Regions from separate parts of the Canis lupus genome. Here all the other regions are linked to region 1. A link is a contact called in public Hi-C data. All regions are on one chromosome and are shown on one strand. Each heading gives the region's core, a stretch centred on a gene start, on an enhancer-like site or on the middle of the called end of the contact. The rest is flanking DNA. Distances are from core to core; before and after follow the strand shown.

The links. A called contact is a pair of places that touch in the nucleus more often than the background predicts.
Region 2: a contact with region 1 is called in a Hi-C map of blood, with 3 times the contacts expected there. The contact joins the promoter of CCDC9 here to the enhancer-like site in region 1. A contact is called at or near these places in 6 of 9 Hi-C or Micro-C datasets (amygdala, blood, liver and 1 more).
Region 3: a Hi-C map of blood shows a contact between it and region 1, with 2.3 times the contacts expected there. The contact joins two enhancer-like sites. A contact is called at or near these places in 6 of 9 Hi-C or Micro-C datasets (amygdala, blood and skin fibroblasts).

Annotation. Positions count from the first base shown.
Region 1 is chr1:109,525,687-109,530,273 of UU_Cfam_GSD_1.0, reverse strand. It overlaps SAE1 (SUMO-activating enzyme subunit 1), which reads left to right. Exons shown (of 11, transcript XM_038528480.1): 5 at 3,901-4,074. Among named protein-coding and RNA genes, the nearest start is that of ZC3H4, 30 kb to the left of the region's middle. Within about 2 kb of position 1,898, at least 3 of the 20 cell types and tissues checked have an H3K27ac peak or open chromatin away from gene starts, as enhancers often do. A contact at or near this core is called in blood, where this site is marked.
Region 2 is chr1:109,422,946-109,427,532 of UU_Cfam_GSD_1.0, reverse strand. It overlaps CCDC9 (coiled-coil domain-containing protein 9), which reads left to right and starts at 2,444. Exons shown (of 15, transcript XM_038528460.1): 1 at 2,444-2,594; 2 at 4,221-4,294; 3 at 4,441-4,545. The coding sequence starts at 4,292.
Region 3 is chr1:109,590,720-109,595,306 of UU_Cfam_GSD_1.0, reverse strand. It overlaps ZC3H4 (zinc finger CCCH domain-containing protein 4), which reads right to left. Exons shown (of 14, transcript XM_038528469.1): 11 at 352-716; 12 at 1-150. Among named protein-coding and RNA genes, the nearest start is that of SAE1, 23 kb to the right of the region's middle. Within about 2 kb of position 2,631, at least 2 of the 20 cell types and tissues checked have an H3K27ac peak or open chromatin away from gene starts, as enhancers often do. A contact at or near this core is called in blood, where this site is marked.

The DNA of each region.
Region 1 (4,587 bases), core at 649-3,148:
TCTTTAAAAAATAGAGTAAAAGTCAAGGAGGGTTGAGAACCACTGGCTTCATGTAACCTGGGCCTAGTCACCTTAATCAGCCTGACTCCCACTTCATAAATTCATGGACACTCTTTGGTTGGTCTACCTTTCACAGTTTGCTTGTGCTTTCTTTCCCTGACTAGGAACATCGTAGGGAGACTGTGCCACTTGGTGCAAAAGCTCTGGAATTTTGCATACTTGGACTCAAATCCTACCTCTTCAAGCTGGGCAAGAGACTTAATCTCTCAGAGATTCAGTTTTCTCATCTTTTTTTTTTTTTCCTTATTATTATTATTATTTTTTAGTAACCTCTACACCCAGTGTGGGGCTCAAACTCAAAATACTGGGATTAAAAGTTGCATGCTCTACCAATTGAATAGAACCAGCCAGGCAGCCAACCCTCTTTGTTCATCTATAAAACAAGGATGTTAATTCTTCAGAGTGTTTCATTTTGTTTACATCAAATATCCTAGAGTACTTGCTGGCTGCCCCATCTAGATAACTCGTGATACAAAGATGCACAAGATTTGGTTCCCATTCTCAAGGTTTTTTCAGAAACCAGAGCAGCTACCTAACTCAGGTTGTGGTAGGGGGACACGAAAGGCTTCCTGGAGCTGTGATCTTGGCTGAGACTTAAAGAAAAAGTAGAAATTTCTCAAGTTGAGGGGTTGTATTTTAGGCAGGAAACTTAGCAGTGTCATAGAACAGCATGGTAGAAATAGAATATAGCAAGCAGTGCTATTTGGTGTTTTTAGAATGGGAAGCCCAGAGTGGTGGGGGGTGGAAGCAGGTTGCAGGTAAGGTCAAAATCATGAACCCCTGCTAGTAAGCCTTACTGTAAGCTTGTACTCAATCTTCTAGGTGGTCAGAATTCATTAGAGTTTCAAATCTGGGGTGGGTGACCTGGTCCATTTCAGGCTTTCTGTAGCTCACTAGTTACTGTATATGATTGCCCAAGATACAGAGCAGAAGACCACTTAGATGGCTGCTTTAATAGTTTAGCTGAGAGATGAAAAGGGTCTAAGTAATAGCACTGGTGGTAGAAGAGGCAAGAAGCACACAGAGATGACAAATACTAAGTGGTAGAATCAGTAGTATTATATACAGGAGCATAGGGAAAGCAAGGAATCATTGTAGCAGCAGATAGTTCCTGAAGGTCCTGGACACTGTTCTAAGAGTTGTAGTTGCGTTTCATTTAGTCCTCACAACAACTCTGAGATGTAAGGATTGTCATCCCTATCTTACAGATAAGAAAACTGAGGAAAGGGAATTGACTTGCTGGCCCATCCAAGGTCGCAGTAGTTGGTATGACCAGGACCCAGGGATTGTCTCTTGGTAAAAGTCCATGAGCTTAGCCACCCCAGCAGGTGGCTGCTATCAAGGAAATAACAAGGATATAAAGACTGAGGTTTCTCACTCCGGTGATTGGATGGGTGGTTGGTAGGCTCATCAATAGATTAAAAAAAAAAAAAAAAAAGTCGAATATGAAGACCCAGGAGAAAATAATCTGGTGGGCAGTTTAATATAAGACTCTGATAGATCACGGCAGCCCTGGTGGCACAGCGGTTCAGTGCCGCCTGCAGCCTGGGGTGTGATCCTGGGGACCCTGGATCGAGTCCCACGTCAGGCTCCCTGCATGGAGCCTGCTTCTCCCTCTGCCTGTGCCTCTGCCCCTCTCTGTTTCTATGAATAAATAAATAAAATCTTTGAAAACAAAAACAAAACAAAAACAAAAAATCTTAAAAGAAAAAAAGACTCCGATAGATCAGGAAGCAATCTGTACAAATAGGAACAATTTGAGAAGTACCAGCAGAAACTAAAAGTAGTGAGTTTATGGGGCTATGCAGAGCAAAAAGAGAAGTGATTCTGAGAATCCTGGGGATACCACACCCAAGAGTCCACGTAGAGACTGGGTGTTCAGTGAGGGAAGAGCAGAGCAGCACTAATAGAGTGATTAGTAAGTGTACTGTTTTTATTAACCTCCTCACTTTGTTTGTGATTCCTATATATTTGGTCAAGGTCGCACAGTTAAGTAAGTGGTTCAGCCAGGATTTGAATCCAAGATTTGAATCCAACCTAAATTATTCCAGAGCCTTACTCTTAAGCACTATGAAGTATAGTCTCTCAGTATGTAATGAGATCCCTGAAGAAGCAGGACAGGATGGGTCAAGGATACTATTAGAGGGCTGGCCTTGAATAGGAGGAAGACAGGCTAATTTTCTTGGAGGAAAGGTAGTAAGGAAAAAAAAAAAAAAAAAAAAAAAAAAAAAAGAAAGGTAGTAAGGGAAAGAATGTGCTGTGGGTAGTTGCCTGGAGGAGAGGAGGGAGATTACTTGTGTTGAACTCAGTCTTGGTGAAGGTAGCAAGGTCATACTGAAGATTAATGGTTAAATTAGATGTTTGATGTGTGAAGAAGTGCTCTATGAACAGAATGGAATCTGTAAGCCTACTGGCAGCTGTCAGATGATTTTATTCTGTCTTAGAGGCTTTCCTCTGCTGACATCAGCCTTGTATTTAGGTGAAATCCTCTCTTTGCTCCAGTCCCACTCATCTCTCCTTTGTGAATTTTAATTGAATTTAAGAGTTAATTTTAGGCATTTTTTAAAGATTTTATTTATTTATTTATTCATGAGAAACACAGAAAGAGAGAGAGAGAGAGGCAGAGACCTAGGCAGAGGATGAAGCAGGTGCCATGCAAGGAGCCTGATGTGGGACTTGATCCGGGATCCCAGGATCACACCCTGAGCCAAAGGCAGGTGTCCCAATTTCAGGTGTTCCTTTTTTTTTTTTTTCTTTTAAGATTTTATTTATTTATTTATTTATTTATTTGAGACAGAGAGAAAGAGAGGCACAGACACAGGCAGAGGGAGAAACAGGCTCCATGCAGGGAGCCCGATGTGGGACTCAATCCCAGGTCTCTGGGATCATATCTTGGGCTGAAGGTGGCGCTAAACCACTAAGCCACTGGGGCTGCCCTTCACTTATCTTTAAAGTTTATTTTTTTTAGTAATCTCTATACACCCAACTTGAGGCTTAAACTCACAACCCCAAGATCAAGGGGATCCCTGGGTTGTGCACCGGTTTAGCGCCTGCCTTTGGCCCAAGGCGCGATCTTGGAGACCTGGGATCGAATCCCATGTCGGGTTCCCGGTGCATGGAGCCTGCTTCTCTCTCTGCCTATGTCTCTCTCTCTCTGTGTGACTATCATAAAAAAAAACAAAAACAAAAAAACAAAAAAACAACCCCAAGATCAAGAGCCATACACTCTAGACTGAGCCATCCAGGTGTCCTTCACTGATCTGATTTTAAACCAGTTGTAGGCAGGGACTATACCCTTTAAACTACTATTGTTTTCAGATGCTTAAAATTGGGAACATAGTAGATACTTGGTAAATTCTTACCACTGATAATTATGTTATTTGCAGTTAGAAATTTATTAGAAGAAGAAAGTGTGGACTTTTCTGTTTATTTATTTATTTAAGATTTTATTTATTCATGAGAGACGCAGAGAGAGAACCAGGCTCCATGCAGGGAGCCTGATGTGGGACTGGATCCTGGGAGAATCACGCCCTGGGCCGAAGGCAGGCTCTAAACGGCTGAGCCACCCAGGCTGCCTGACTTTTCTGTTTAGAGTGAAGTTTCTTTGTAAACACAAGGGGGTGCTCTTTAACTATCAATGCGAAGTTTAAAAAGTTAAATATCTGTAAAGCTTCTGAAGGAATGAGTCTAGGGAGTCTGCATTAGGCAAATTCCCGCAGGAATGATAATACAATTAGATGGTAGATATTTTAGTTGTTCTTTAAAATCAGAAGGTTTGTTGTGTTCAAGAATTTGTTTTCTCCCCAAAATTCAAGTATTAAAAAAAAATGTTACTCCTAGGTATCTCCAGAAGACCCCGGAGCTCAGTTCTTGGTCCGTACTGGATCTGTTGGCCGTAACAGGGCTGAAGCCTCTTTGGAGCGAGCCCAGAATCTCAACCCTATGGTGGATGTGAAGGTGGACATTGAGAATATAGAAAAGAAGCCAGAATCATTTTTCACTCAGTTTGATGCTGTAAGTTTCATTGAATGTAAAATCTTTAGGCTCAGTACACTGCCTTCATAGTTTCAAGTCTGACATTGCCTTAGCATATATGCCTTACTAGCACATTGCCTTGCCATGTTGAATGTGTTGGTAGTAGATCCAGTCTGTTGGATCTGCTGTAGCTGTTTGTGGCTTGCTGTCTGCTGGTTTCTTCTTTGGGCATATGTTCCCTTAGACCAGGTTTCATCATTGGTGTTTTGTATTCCTTCCAGAATCTTTCCACATAGCTTCGATACATTTTACTGCAAATGTTTTCTCCAGAAAACAAGTTGGTGGTTAATTTCTGTAGCAGAGGCTTTTTTTTTCTTTTTTGTTAGAAATATCAAACTACAGCTTGTGTTTTGTCTTAAAAAAGAGCACACCTGATCTTGGTCTATGTCTGTCTCTTTCACACAGCCACTTTGACCATGTTGCCATGGATAACTAGACAAATTCATGTAGTCATAAGCCAAATGAGGCATATCCAACCTCATTTGGTTTCAC
Region 2 (4,587 bases), core at 1,195-3,694, 100 kb after region 1:
TTTAAATACCCTTTTCCCCCCCCAAAGATCTTATTTATTTCAGACAGAGAGAGAAAGAGTGAGCGAGCGAGCATGAGCGAGGTAAGGGACAGAGGCAGAGGGAGCAGAGTCCCTGCTGAGCAGGGAGCCCAATGTGGGTCTCCAACCCAGGACTCTGAGATCATGACCTGAGCTGAAGGCAGATGTTTATTTTTTTTTATTTTATTTTTTTGAAGGCAGATGTTTAACCAACTGAGCCACCCAGGTGCCCCTCACACAGCAGTTTTAAAGGTTGTCAGTCATCCATTGTTAAAATAAAGATCTATAATCTCAGTGTAGTATATACGCTTTTTGTTTTATAGGAAAGGAGAATATAGTTGTAATAAAGATTCACCCATTCATAAACACATTTTCTTGGAGAGTTTACTATGCATGAGGTATTGTTAGAGGCACTGGGGACACAGCAGGTTATAAGAAGAAGATACGGTGGAGGAGACAGAAAACAAGATAAGTAAGTAAAACATTTGGTGAGTTCAGAGGGTGAACAGTAAAATGGAAAAACAGTGGGAAGAAGAATTGTAATGGGAGGTTTTGCAATTTTCAAACAGGTGGCTTCAAGAGAGGTCCCTAAGTGGAGCTGACATATGAGTAAAGAACTAAAGAAGCATGTAGTGAACTTGGCAGGTATTTGGGGAGTCATAAGAAATTCAGTTATTTTTTACTTATTTATTTATGATAGTCACACACACACAGAGAGAGAGAGAGAGAGAGAGAGAGGCAGAGACACAGGCAGAGGGAGAAGCAGGCTCCATGCACTGGGAGCCTGACGTGGGATTTGATCCCGGGTCTCCAGGATCACGCCCTGGACCAAAGGCAGGCGCTAAACCCCTGCACCACCCAGGGATCCCAAGAAATTCAGTTATATATGCAGAGAGCTTCTTTGAAAGGCTGTTAACAGTAACTATATATATATATATATATATATATATATATATATATATATATACAGTAACCTTATAAGGAATGAGGGATTAGTAGGTACTTCCACTTTGCCAGTTTTATTTATTTATTTATTTATTTTTTTAAGATTTTTTTTTTAATTTTTATTTATTTATGATAGTCACACAGAGAGAGAGAGAGAGAGAGAGAGGCAGAGACACAGACAGAGGGAGAAGCAGGCTCCATGCACCGGGAGCCCGATGTGGGATTCGATCCCGGGTCTCCAGGATCGTGCCCTGGGCCAAAGGCAGGTGCCAAACCGCTGCGCCACCCAGGGATCCCTACTTTGCCAGTTTTAAATGACAAGATAAAATGACCAGCAACCTCAGGGAATCTTGTCTGCCCACACTTATAATTGTCAAAACTTTTTATCAATTGTTTTTTTTAAGATTTTATTTATTTATTCAAAAGAGACAGAGAGAGAGAGGCAGAGACACAGGCAGAAGGAGAAGCAGTTTTCATGCAGGGAGCCTGACACGGGACCTGATCTCGGGATTCCAGGATCATGCCCTGGGGCCACCGCAGGCGCCAGACCACTGAGCCACCCAGGGATCCCCAACTTTTTATCAATTGTTTTGTTTTTTTAATTAATTAATTAATTAATTAATTTATTTATGGTAGGCACGCAGTGAGAGAGAGGCAGAGACACAGGCAGAGGGAGAAGCAGGCTCCATGCACCAGGAGCCTGATGTGGGATTCGATCCCGGGTCTCCAGGATCGCGCCCTGGGCCAAAGGCAGGCGCCAAACCGCTGCGCCACCCAGGGATCCCACTTTTTATCAATTGTGACGACAGGTTCATCGCAACGAATTTTTGGTTAATGCAAGTAATCCCCCTGCCTTCTGTAGCCAAATCCAGTGGCTTCCTCTCTGAGCTTTTTCCAGTTCCTGGAATGCACTAAGCTCACTCACCACAGGGCCTTTGCACAGGCTGTGTGCGCTCTGGGCAGCCCCTGCCTCTCACCCTGAGGCCTCTCCTTCTACCCCTCTGCAAGGTAGCTCCCACATTTCTATTTCTGTTATTTCACATGTAATTGTGCCTCCCCTCCTGAGGGAAGGGATGGGGTCTGCCTTGTGCATCGCCTTGACTCCCCTCCTCCCCCCAGGCACTTCACCTCCCCTAAGCTTGGCACTCAATGCAGATTTGCGGAATGAAGGAAAGATTCTAACGGTTGGAAATTTTAAGCTTCTACAACTAAGGTTTCATTGCAGGAGGGTGAGGGGCTCCCCCCAGCCCACCCCAGCACAAGTCTGGCAGGTGAGGCTTCCAGGAGTCATTGCCCAGGGCCCAGAACCTATTTATGGGAAGGAAGAGGGAGCCTGTAGAGGCCAGGGAGAGGATAGTGTCTCTTTTCCCCGCAAGGAGGTAATCTAGGCCAAACCAAGTGGAGCAAGCTTCCAGAACACTCTCGAGGACCACCTAGACACACGCCGCCCGCACCCGCGGGGGCGCGGCGCCTTTAAGGCTCCCGGAAACGGGTCGGCAGGACCGGAAGTGACTCTCTTTAGTTCCCCCCTTCACGTGGTGCGGACGGGAAGTGACGCGCGCGGCCCGGGAGCTGCGGACGCGGAGGCCGACGGAGCCGGAGTCGCGGACGCCGCGGGGTCTCCGGGACAGGTGACCGGGGGAGGGGGCCGGGAGCGCGCCCGGAGAGGGCGGGGCCTGGCGCCCCACGTGAGGGGAACGGGCGCGGGCGCGGGCGGGTCCGCGAGCAGGCCGCGGGGGCGGGGCCAGAGTACTCTGCGGGGGGCGGGGACGGGACGCCCACATGGGAGGCTGGGGGCGCGCTGGCGGGGCGGGACGGCGGCGGGTGGGCCGGGCGCTGGCGGGCCGGGCTGTGGGCGGGGCGGGGGCGTGGGTGGGCACAGGGAGGCGGGGCGGGGACCAATGCCGCCGGGAGAGCTAGGGGGCGGGGCCGGGGCGCTGGCTGAACGTGCTGGAGGCGGGGCCAGAAAGTTTTGCCCGAGCTGGAAGTGGGCCCTGGTGGTCGGCCCTGACTGCCGAGGCAGACGCGAAGGCGGAGGCTAGACTCAGAAGTTGTGGGTGGCAGGGGCGGGGCCAGGGCTGTCGGCGGGGAATGCTGGGGGGTGGTGCCAGAAAGTTTTGCGGGAGCCAGGGGCGCGGTCAGAGTGTCGGCGCAGAAGCTGGCGCGGGAGCCAGGACCTCGGCCAGGGGCGCCGGGGGCGGGGCCATAGCCTGCCGCGAGGGGGCGGGGCTGGGAGGCAGGGGGCGGGGCTGGGAGCTGGGCTGGGCAAAGCGGAGGCGGGGCCGACGGACTAGCGCGAGGAGCGGGGGGCGGGTTCAGGCTTCTGCCTGGGGCGAGGGGGCGGGGCCGAGGGGCTGGCTGGGAAAGTCTGAAGCGGGGCCTGACTCTGGATGCGCCTGTGGGCGGGGTTAGAGGCCTAGTGGGAAAGGCGGGGCCGCAAAGTTGGTCCCGGCGGGGGCTGGGGCCGTGGCCTTTCCGACAGGGTGGAGGCTGGAGCTTCTCCCTGCAAAGGCGCGCGCCGGCCGGGAAGTTCTGTGGGGTGGTTGAGCCAGGCCCAGGAAGCCTCTCTAGTGAGTACTGGGCCAGTTTCCTTTGCGGGGTTGTTGCGGAGGCAGCGGCACCTTCTTCGGGATGTTGGGGGCGGGACTAGGACATCCCAGAGGGAGGTGTGGGCTTAAAGGGTTCTCCCAGGGTCAGGGCAACCTGTAGGCGTAGGGTTCGAACGTATTTTGAGGGTGGAGTTATGGACGATTCTGAAACATTCCTGGGAAAAAGGTGGATTTAGAATGTTCTCGGGGATGGAGCGGGACCAGAGTGGACCCAGGAACGTGGGCCTAGAATCTTCTTGTACAGACTGGGGATGAGAGGATGTATCTGAAGCTCTCTGGAGATGGAGGCCCTGGGTTGAAACTCCCAGCACTGGGGTGTGGAGGCTGAACTAGATAGAATCTTCCTTTGGAAGGGAGCAGTGTTGGATGTTTCCTTAAGCGGTAGGGTGGGACCAGAACTTTCCCAAGGTGGGCGTGACTAGTGTTGAAGTGGGGAATGGGTGGGTACAAATGGCGGAGTGTACATTTCTCCAGGTCAGGGCTGAGGTAGTACAAGAAAAGGCGGTGGGAGTGAGGGCTAGAATTCTCTGGGATGCGGGTGGTGGTGTTTATGTGCAAATGTTTTTGAGAGGAGTCCCCAGTAAGGGTGAGATGGAAGCCGACTAAGGAGGCATTGGCCTTAGTTCTTTCTGTTCCCTCTGCCCTCAGGAACCCCCTGTGCTGTGTCCAGATTGTGCAGGGGAAGTTTGCTGGGACCCTGGCCCCACCTAGCCAGCGGAATGGTGAGATGGAAAGTGGGGTTTCTGGAATCTGAGCTTTGGGTTCCGGGGCTTGTGAGGAGGGGACCCAAGATTCAGATCCTGGATCGAATGGGGCCGGAGTGGGTGTAGGTTTTTCTTACTGTCTCTCAACTGTCTCCTCCTCTCAGTCAGCCACACTGGATCTGAAATCGAAGGAGGAGAAAGATGCTGAGTTGGACAAGAGGATCGAGGCTCTTCGGCGAAAGAATGAGGCCCTCATCCGGCGCTACCAGGTGCCCTAGCCCCGCCCTGGGAGACCCCATCCCCTCTCCTCC
Region 3 (4,587 bases), core at 1,382-3,881, 64 kb before region 1:
TCGGGGTGCATGTCAGGGTGCATGTCGGGGTGCATGTCAGGATGCATGTCAGGATGCATGTCGGGATGCATTGGGCCCCCCATTGGCCCCGGGGGGCCCATGTTGGGCCCAGGGCCCATTGGCCCTGGTGGTCCTCCAGGTCCAGGGAACCTAGGAGGAAGAGAGGGTAACCGTGAGGGAGCTGCAGAGCAAGAGTGGTTAGCCACCCCCCTGAGGAGACATGGAGGTGTCCACGTGGTTGGTCACCAAGGGCTCAGACCAGGCTCACAGTGACAGGTCCCCGGCACAGAGGAGCCTGGCTGAGGCCAGAACTGGCCCACCAGCCTGACTCTGGGGGCCCAAGGCACTCACCTCACGCCCAGCTTCTCTGCCAGCTGGCCTGTGGGCCGTACTACGATCTCAAACAAGGAGGGGATCTTCTTGTTGTACATGTCCTGCTGCTGCTGCAGCTGCTGCGGGGACAGTGGCTCATGCACTGGCATAGGCATCTGGGGGGGCCCAGGGGGTGGGGGCGGAGGTGGGGGTGGGGGTGGGGGTCCGCCCTGCATGGGCCTGCCATTGGGAGAGGTCGGAGCCGGGGGGCCAGGGGGCCGAGGAGGGGTGGGCAGGAGGCCCACACCCGGGGGTGGTTTGGGCAGGGGGTTGATGCCCTGCTTCTTCAGTTCCTCCACTTCTTTCTCATCCTCTGCGCCCGCTTCCGCGTCGTCAGCCAACATCTGTAGGTGAGAACAAAGGGAGAGATAGGACCAGGAGGGGGCAAGGAATGCGCCTTCCAGGTGGGGAGCCAAATTTTCTGAGGAAAACCCAAAAACACAAAGACCTGCAGCCCTCCCCAACATAAAGCCAAGGAGCACAAAGCCTCTTCAGCACAAAAATCATCATCCCCCACCACTGTCACATTGGCTCTGTGACCAGCTGGCAGGGGGAGCCAGTCCTGTTTGCAGCAAAACATACAAAACCTAAAAGGTACTGGTTTTCCTCCTTTGGAATTGCATAATTCAACAGCATTAAGCAGTCATGAGGTTGTACAACTACCACCTCTACCTGGTTCCAGAACTTTCTTTTCCCATCACCCCAAAAGAAGGCCCCACACCTATTAGTAGTCATTCCCCTTCCCCCTCCTCCAGGCCCTGGCAATCACTACTCTGCTTGCCACTCTACAATCTGCTTATTCCAGACAGGTCGTATAAACAGAATCATACACTGTGTGGTCTTCTGTGATTGGCTTCTTTCACGTGGCATGCTTGCCAGGTTTATCCGTGCTGTAGCGAGTTACCTACTTGATGGCTAATAAGCCAGTGTCCTCTTTGGATTTTAAGGGGTTTCTCACTATACTCTTATAGTCAGACTCCAAATCCTTACCATGATCCACAGAGCCTGACCGCAGGGCTAGGTGTCTGGAGAGGACAGTGCCACACCTCTGTGGCTTCACTTCCTTCATGCAGCTCCAATATTGGGGTCTCTAACTCTAGATCACCTTAGAGTGACTGTCCTGGTCTTCTATGTTCACTGCTGGGATTCTATCAGCACCCTTCAAAGTAGTGCACCAGCTCTGTAGGATTTTATGCGTAGCTGTGTTCCAGTTTACTCCTGGCTCACACAACAGCTGTCAACTGTACAAGGGCAGGACTATTTTGTGCCTGGGGCCTAGCACAGAGCACGAGACAGGGTAGATGGAACTCCTGGAGCAGAATGTCTCACCAATCACGATCCAATGCAGAGAAAACACAGCAGTTTTGACTGCTTTTCTTAGGACTGCTTGCAACCTTGGTCTGTGGCTGGTGTCTGGGAAGCTGGATTTCAGGGCAGGAAGTCCCCCCAAGTATTCCCTGACTAGTAACAGGTGCTGTCTCTCAACTGTTTATACAATGTGCTTTCTGAAACACAGAAACACACCCTGGGCACTGACCAAACCTCCATCACGCATCTGCATTCAAGAACATTCCACAAGTGCTGCCATAACCTGAGGAGTTAAGCACGGCCCTCATGACTGCATGCAGCAAGGACTCTATTAAGATGGTGCCTGGTTTCTCCAGCCTTTCCCCACTGTGGCTGTATACTTGGTCCTGGGAGCCCCCCTCATTAAGTCATCGAACCTGTGCTTGGGTCATCTTAGGGACCTCAGCACAGATGCCTTAGTGCACCCTAACATGGGGCTCAGAGATGTTCCGCCTCCAGCACCTCACCCTCAGCATAACCCAAGACAACCAGCCCTGCTCCTCCACCCAGGGCGGGTGGGAGTGTGGGTGGTGGGAGCAGGGCCTTCAGGTGGGTGTCAGGTCCTTCTCGGCTTTTCTCTCTCCTTGCTGTCAGAATAGTCTACACACAGGGACAGCAGGGCCCAGGAGGAATCTGGCTCCAAGGGAGCCAGAATACTTAAGACAATCGATCAATAGAAAACATGTGTCTCTTAGAGCCCTACTGCCCCAAGGTGTGATCTGAGTGTGAACCAGCAATGCAGAGGGACCTACTGAACTGGAACCACACTTTTAACACCTGCCTAGGGTAACTCAGGACACACTGCCCAGAACCAGCAGTGTCTTTCAGCACTGCTCTCAGTGGTGAGCCAGGCAGGGGTAGACTCCATGTGCTTCACTGCCTCCACACACTGCTCACTTCCTGCCCAGTGAGCGGGCCCCTTGGCCTCTTCTGGCTCAACTATGTGTGTGCAGCTGCTGCAGATGCTTAGCACATGCCTCTCTTACTCTTTACTTCCTGTCACTCACCCTAGGGGCTGGCAAGGTGTCACCTCCTCTCACCAAGCCTCTGAATGTCAACCTGTCAGGGAGCCTCTGGGCTCCCTATACGTTCCCTCCAGTGCCTCGATCCTAGTGCTCTATCAGGATCTGCCCGATGACTGACTTCATCTTGTTACTGCATCCCCACAACCCGGGACAGTGCCCAGCAGAAGTTAGGCACTGTAGCACATGCACTGGATCAATAAGCAAGGAAAACACATGTATCTCCCCTCCTGCCTTCCCCAGACTCCTGAGAACAGTGGTTGCTTAACATCAGGACAGCAGAGGATGGAAAAGGTGAGAGGGTGGGGGGCACCTGGGGGGCACAAAGAATCAAGGCTTTGGCTAGCCTGGCTAGGCTATTTGGTGTTCCCCTGAGGGTCTCCCCTGCACAGCACCCTGCCTCCGCCTCCCCGAAGCCCCGTCCACTGTCATACCTTCAGTTACTGCCCTGCCCGCTCTGAGCAGAGGCTCCCAGACCCATCTATGTACAGAGCTGCAGGTATGAGTTTGACCCCATCACACTTCATTCCACCTGGCTTCTCCTCCTCCACCAGGAGATGACCCACAAGCTAGGTTCTTGTGAATGATGGACCCTCTATTTCCTAAACCTCAAACCAGGATCAGGGTCCCACTCCCACAGTTCCCAAGCTACTGCCTGGACCTCCCACCTGAGTGGCTTACCTCTGCCCTCCACACCCTCACCCTCTGTCTTGGACCCCTTATAGCCTCTGGCTGGGACTCTGCACCCCAGCCTCCCACCTAGTCTCTAGTTTCCCTCTCCCTCCCACCATTCTCTGCACGCTGAGAGAGCAAACATCAATCAAAAAGATGGCCACACCTCTGCACCACTAGATCCTTCTGTCAATGGCAACTTGATGCCCTCAGGTAGAAGGCAAAACCTAACAAGGTTATACCTCATTAAACAGGAACAACGTTGGCCACAACCTCCTCCCCTGCTGTGGAGGGGGCGGCAGGCTCTGGCCACTGAAAGGGCCACGCTCCCTTCGCCTCCCAAGCTCACAGCCAGAATGCCCCACTCAATCCCTCCTTGCAATGCTGCCTTTTCTACCCTAGGGTGGCTCTTTCTTCAGGTGGCCTCCTGACACCTGCTTCTGATAGCCTTCAGAGACCAGGTTTGCCTGCCGTAAACAGGATGCTTTTCTCAGTACCACCTAACAGATGGAAATACCTGGCCAACATCTCTTTCTCCATTAGACTCAAAAGCTCTGGATGGTAAGGATACTATGACTTCTTTGCTACTGTTTGCCCCCCCAGCACAGCGCTCAGCACACACTGGGCACTTAATTCACGATTAACAGAAAGAACTGGAGCTCTCACCCAGTGGTTAAGCAGTGCTGCTGCTCCCCAGTGAGTGGGCCTCCCCTCAAGCTCTTAAGAGCCCACACACAGGACTTCAGCTTCTCAGCAACTGGGGCTTCATCTCCCACCCCCTTGCAGCAAGATTCTCACATCCTACTGTCCAGCTGGAGGACACTCCCCAGTCCAGGATTTCACTTCCTTGCCCCTCCCTCAGACCCCAAACTCAGGACCCACCCAGACCAGAATCCTGTACTCCTCTCTCTTTCCCTTACTATCTCCTACCCTGGGCCACCTGTGTTGCTGCAAAAGCAGAGGCTGACTCGCATTTGAGGCCAAGGCAGTGACATGTAAAACACATTAAAACCATGCCCCCAGGGGCAGCCCCAGTGGCTCAGCAGTTTAACATGCCTTCAGCCCAGGGCCTGATCCTGGAGACAAGGGATCGAGTCCCACATTGGGCTCCCTGCATGGAGCCTGCTTCTCCCTTTGCCTGTGTCTCTGCCTTTCTTTCTCATGAATAAATAAA